Linked DNA regions of Hordeum vulgare: region 1 is linked to region 2. The links are chromatin contacts, called in public Hi-C maps. All regions are on one chromosome and are shown on one strand. The core of a region is the stretch at or near the end of the contact, and the rest is flanking DNA. Distances in the headings are between cores, read along the strand shown.

What was found. A called contact is a pair of places that touch in the nucleus more often than the background predicts.
Region 1: a contact with region 2 is called in a Hi-C map of seedling, with 1.8 times the contacts expected there. The contact joins the promoter of LOC123427454 here to the promoter of LOC123430633 in region 2. A contact is called at or near these places in 2 of 6 Hi-C or Micro-C datasets (leaf and seedling) and 1 of 1 datasets of contacts at active chromatin or transcription factors (embryo).

What each region holds. Positions count from the first base shown.
Region 1 is chr2H:584,161,741-584,164,727 of MorexV3_pseudomolecules_assembly, reverse strand. LOC123427454 (subtilisin-like protease SBT1.3) reads right to left here and starts at 1,507. Exons shown (of 1, transcript XM_045111506.1): 1 at 1-1,507. The coding sequence starts at 1,234.
Region 2 is chr2H:583,976,194-583,978,986 of MorexV3_pseudomolecules_assembly, reverse strand. It overlaps LOC123430633 (cytochrome P450 704C1-like), which reads left to right and starts at 1,403. Exons shown (of 4, transcript XM_045114487.1): 1 at 1,403-2,412; 2 at 2,506-2,793. The coding sequence starts at 1,618.

The DNA of each region.
Region 1 (2,987 bases), core at 258-2,757, 190 kb before region 2:
TGGGCTCCAGTGTCCCCTCGAGGCACATGGACCTGGGGTTCGGGACGCTCGAGTTGCCGCCCATGTAGACCACCGGGTACTGCTGCCGAGGCGAAAGGTTCTGCCTGCCCTTGTAGAGCGACACGCCGGTGATGTTGGCGCCGTTGCCGAGCGTCACCGTGGCCGGGAAGTCACGGTCCATGGTGCTCGCGCCCACCGTGGTGATCCACGGCGACATGTTGGTGAGGCTTATCGGGTCCGGGCCGGCGTTGCCGGCCGAGCAGGCGATGAAGACGCCCATCTGCATGGCCCCAAACGACGCGATGGACAGGCTGTCGCGGTAGTAGGGGGAGGCGCCGCCGCCGAGGGAGATGGAGAGCACGTCGACGCCGTCCGACACGGCGCGGTCGACGGCCGCGAGGATGTCGGAGCTGAAGCAGCCGCCGGTCCAGCACACCTTGTAGGCCGCGACGCGTGCGCGGGGCGCCATGCCGCGGGCGACGCCGCGCGCGTAGCCGAAGAGGCCGGCGTCCGGCACGGGCGAGCCCGCGGCGGTGGCGGCGGTGTGCGTGCCGTGGCCGTCCTGGTCGCGCGGGGACTTGAGCTCGGTGGTCTCGTTGATGGGGCCCGAGGAGGCCTCGTAGCCGTTGTAGAAGATGCGGGCGCCGATGATCTTGCGGTTGCAGTCGGCCGTGGTGAAGCCGCGGCCGGTCTGGCACAGGCCTTTCCACCTGGCCGGCACGGGGCCGAGGCCCTTGTCGCTGAAGCTGGGGCTCTCGGGCCATATGCCGGTGTCGAGCACGCCGACGACGACGTCGTGGTCGGCGAGGCCGGCGGCCCAGATTCTGTTGCTCACCTCCGGGCCAATGCCCAGGAAGTCGGGGCTCCTGGTGGTGTGCAGCTGCAGGACCGTCTCCGGGAGCACGGCCAGCACGCCGGCCGCCTCGGCCATCCGCTCGGCCTCGTCCTCGTCGAGCCGCGCCGCGAAGCCATGGAAGGCCGTCTCGTAGTTGTAGACGATCCTCGCGTAACCATCCTCCTCCTGCTGCTCAGCTTCAACCTGCGCAGAGCTCACGGACTTCACCGTCGAGGCGTACCACTCGTGGTGAAAATCGAAGGCGCTCGGCTTCTCCGACGCGGCCATCTGAACAATGTAAGTTTGGGAGGCTCCCGCGCACGCAGAGATGCTCGCTTGGAGAAGCACGAGCGCCAGGCGCAGCGACGGAGCCGTCCATCTCGCGCCGCGAGGATCCATGGCGAAGAGGCGAGGGTGACAAGTGAGAGTAGAGCGAGCCTGGAGAGCTCCGCTTCCAGCTTATGAACGCTTCCACGCCTGGACCGAGAGCGAACAGTGAGACTGATGAGTCACCGACGAGAGCAGTAAATAAATGAAACGAGGTGGTTGCTAATTCTGTCCGCATTGAAGCGAATTCATTTGGCTGCGCGGTGCGCCTCTGTGAGACTGTGACTCTCTCGAGACACATTCTTCCATTTCTCGGAGATATTTCAGCAGGACCCTCGTGTCTTCTTCCTCTACTTTCTTTCTTCCATCTACTTCAAAGGGAAGACATTAACGCGGCGGATCTACTACCTGCCAGCGGCAACGGGCAGTAGGGTTAGCGCATTGATTCGCCCCCCGTGGGCGGTTGCTTCGGTTCATGGGAGCAATTCATGTGCCACGTCTTTATGGCGCCACTGTTAGTGGCAGGCAGTGGCACTGTGTGCTCTGTACTGAGGGAAAATTTTGGTAATGACAATGACATCACCTCCTTCAAGGAAAGGGATGCGACGATCTTTAGATGGAATGGAAATGGATTGTACGATGATTAGGGTAATCTGGGACGGGTACGTGAGGGCTGCGCTGCTAGCAGAAAAAAAAGGAGACAGCTCATGGCCTCGCCCAGCTGTATCATTATGGGGGGAGGGACCCTCCGTCTCCTCCGTGTATGTAAAAGTTTCATCGGGAGCGTCGGATCAAGTCGCGCTGACTGGGTACGGTCGACAAATTATTGGATGATGAACACTGGAGCGTAGGGACTAGGGAGTGTCACATGAAAACCTGGCAGGATTACATAGGTGGCCTTTGTTTGGGTGCTGTTTCTGATTCTCAGATTCTAGGTCTTCTAAAATCACAAGGGCAAACAAACACATCAGATTCCTATCTAGCTTCCTAGAATCTGATTCTAAAACTGCACTAGCACGCAAGCAAATCCAGAAGCAACGATTTTGGTGATTCCATAGATTCTACAGCTTCCCACAAACAGAACTAGATCCACCGCCCTCCCATACTCCGGACCTGAGCCCGTTGCGCCGCCGCCCCTGATGTCCCAATGCGCTGCCCACCCGAGCTCTCACTGGACTGCATCGGAGGTCCACCTTGGCCCCCGACTCCACCTGCACCCACCCCTCTCCAGCGCCATGTGCTCCCCACTTTCATGACCTGCCTTGCTCTTGGTTTTCTGAATTATTCAATGTATGTGATTAGTTCAATAGGTTTTCTGAGTTTTGTGATTGACCATTTGTGCATTCGGGGTGTTGCGGGCATTTCACAACACACCGGGTTCTCCTAAATCAGGGTAAACAAATGGCCTGCTTCTGATTCTCAGAATCTGCACCTGTAGCTGGTTTTAGGAATCCAAGCCATAGTTGATTCTCAGGAATCTATAGCCCAAACAAAGGGGGCCATGGCAGGATCGGGGTGTGGCTTCGATTGCACACTCCATAGAAGTTAATAATTTTCCTTTAAAAAAAGGAAGTTCATTATCTATGGTTTCATGGTGAGTGTGTTTCGAGCTTTGCTACATATACGGAAATATTTTGCAAAGAATTACAGATAGGCTGGTGTATGCAGATTTAATTGGTTGTTAGATGCGAGCCGGCCCCATCTTGAAAATCAGGGGGGAGAGATTAGTTGTGGGGGAGAGAGAAATCTGTAAAACTTCCGTAATAATTCGTACGTCTAGCATTTTTGGTGTGTTTCACTATCTAAAACCGTCACAATAAGCCGG
Region 2 (2,793 bases), core at 154-2,653:
TTTTAGGTATGAAAAAAAAAATTGCGAACCGTAAAAATATGGTGCATTAATGGGAAAATAAATGGGGATGAAGAATAAATATTCCTCACCGAATGATACATCCTACCATCCAGGGCTAGTTACCACGCATGTTCCATATACTATCATGCGTTAGTTTATGTACTTATTTATCATTTTAATTACGTTTATATATTATATATATGAGTTTTCAAAGTGGGTTACATGAAAAAATACAAGTTAACCCATTGTTTTTATTATATTTGTGAAATACGTATATATTTGTACGTAAAAAAGAGCATACATAAAATATGATATATAGTGCAAAAAGTTATGTATATACTATCTTAAACATTATTATATACTCCCTCCGTCCCAAAATTCTTGTCTTATATTTGTTTAGATATGAATGTATCTAGTCATGTTTTACTATTTTGATACATCCATTTCTAGACAAACCTAAGACAAGATTTTTAAGACGAAGGGAGTACTACATAGTACACGTACATACACTCTGATTTGATAGATAGTACATACAACATACAAAATGCAAGTGATGGTATACAATATAGAAACTTTATTCATCACCCAGGATGCAGAATAGTTTTTTCTTCATCCGAGTTAATATAATAATCAATTTATATGTAAATTATATTAAAATAAAAATAGTTATATTTATATTAGATCATTAAGTAAAATTTGACAAAAAAAATATAGGTCACAAGACTAGGAAAAAATTATTATTTTTTTGCATTTTTGCACTTTTTTTTATGTTCGTAAATTTGCGTGACATAAAGTATTTTAATGTTGATTATAATTTTTAGGTCTCTTTTACGTATAAAATAAGACAAAATTTACGAAACATAAAATTACGGTGCGTTGATGTTAAAATAGAGAAGGATGAAGGATAACTATTTCCTCATCCAGGATGTGAATAGCGTGTATATATATAGAGACACACACATGAAAATATATTGAATGGTGATTTCAATGGTTTTTTTTTCTTTTTGCAATGAGTGATTTCAATGGTATTGATTTGGTATTGTGAATGTTAATAATTTTTTGTTTGGACTTGGTCAAAGTTTAAAAGTTTGACTTGAGACTAATATGCGAGGTGATTGAAAATGGAAGGACTATTATTTTGCGGGAATCTATTGATTAGTATTATGTGACTGGTTCAAAGAAAATAAAATGGAAAATCTCCACGGGAAGCAGGCGAAATGAAGCGATGATCTACTCACATCTGACTGCTGCCTACTTTAAACATCAATTTGGCTGGTCCTGAATCCTGATGTGGGGTTTACAATTTACAACCCCAACTCTTGGATTTTTCCCAGGTTTTGGCTGTTCCTTACCGTAGTTATTAGTACCTTTTTTCGTTAACTCAAACGGCACGTCGACGAACCCATCTCAACGATCTGGCTTTCGTCTTCTCCACGTGTGTTGAAAACGAGAAGATGAGCCAAATTGCCAGTTAAAAGAAGAGAACAAGGCGCCTTCCTGAAATTGTGTGCATCTCACCCGCAGTCTCGCACCCAAGCCTTGATCCTCCTCAATCCACACGGCACACGCCACGCGCCAGCACGCCCGGCGTCCTCGCACCGGTGACCCGTCACGGCCATGGGTTCACCGTTGAGCCAGCAGCCCACGCTGCTGGCGCTGTCGCTGCTCCTCCTGGCCCTCTACCTGGCGCGCCACGCCCTGCTCGGCAAGCGGCGGAAGTACCCGCCCGTGGCCGGCACCATGCTCCACCAGCTCTTCAACTTCGGCCGGCTGGCCGAGTACCAGACGGAGCTCTCCCAGAGGTACCGCACCTTCCGCATGCTCACCCCGACCTGCAACTACGTCTACACCGTGGAGCCCGCCAACGTGGAGTACATCCTCCGCACCAACTTCGCCAACTACGGCAAGGGCACCATGACCCACGACGTGCTGGAGGACCTCCTCGGCGACGGCATCTTCAACGTCGACGGCGCCATGTGGCGGCACCAGCGCAAGGTCGCGAGCTTCGAGTTCTCCACCCGGGTGCTCCGCGAGTACAGCAGCGGCGTGTTCCGCGACACGGCCGCCCAGCTCGCGGGCATCGTGGCCGCCGCCGCCGCCGCCGGGGAGAGGGCTGACATGCAGGACCTGTTCATGCGGTCGACGCTGGACTCGATCTTCACCATCGGGTTCGGGGTCAGCCTGGGCGCGCTCTCCGGGTCCAGCCAGGAGAGCGCGGCGTTCGCCAGGGCCTTCGACGACGCCAACGAGCAGGTGCTGTACAGGTTCTTCGACCCGCTCTGGAAGGCCAAGAGGCTGCTCAACGTCTCGTCGGAGGCCGCCATGAAGCGGTCGGTGCGCACCATCAACGACTTCGTGTACGCCGTCATCGACAAGAAGATGGAGCAGATGGGCAGAGATCAACAAGAATTCGTAAGCTTTTCCCTCTTGCAAACACTAAATTGCGCCGCCGCCTGGTAGGTGGCAGCAGCAAATCTGGCGTCGTGACATTTGCTGACTTGGCAGGCCAAGAAAGAGGACATCCTGTCGAGGTTCCTGCTGGAGAGGGAGAAAGACCCCGGCTGCTTCGACAACAAGTACCTCCGGGACATCATACTCAACTTCGTGATCGCCGGCCGCGACACGTCGGCGGGGACGCTGTCGTGGTTCCTCTACGTGCTGTGCAGCAAGCAGCGCATCCAGGACAAGATCGCGAGGGAGGTGCGGGAGGCCACCACCGGCGACCGGCACGTCGGCGCGCAAGAACTCACGGCGTGCCTCACAGAAGACGCCATCAGCAACATGCCGTACCTC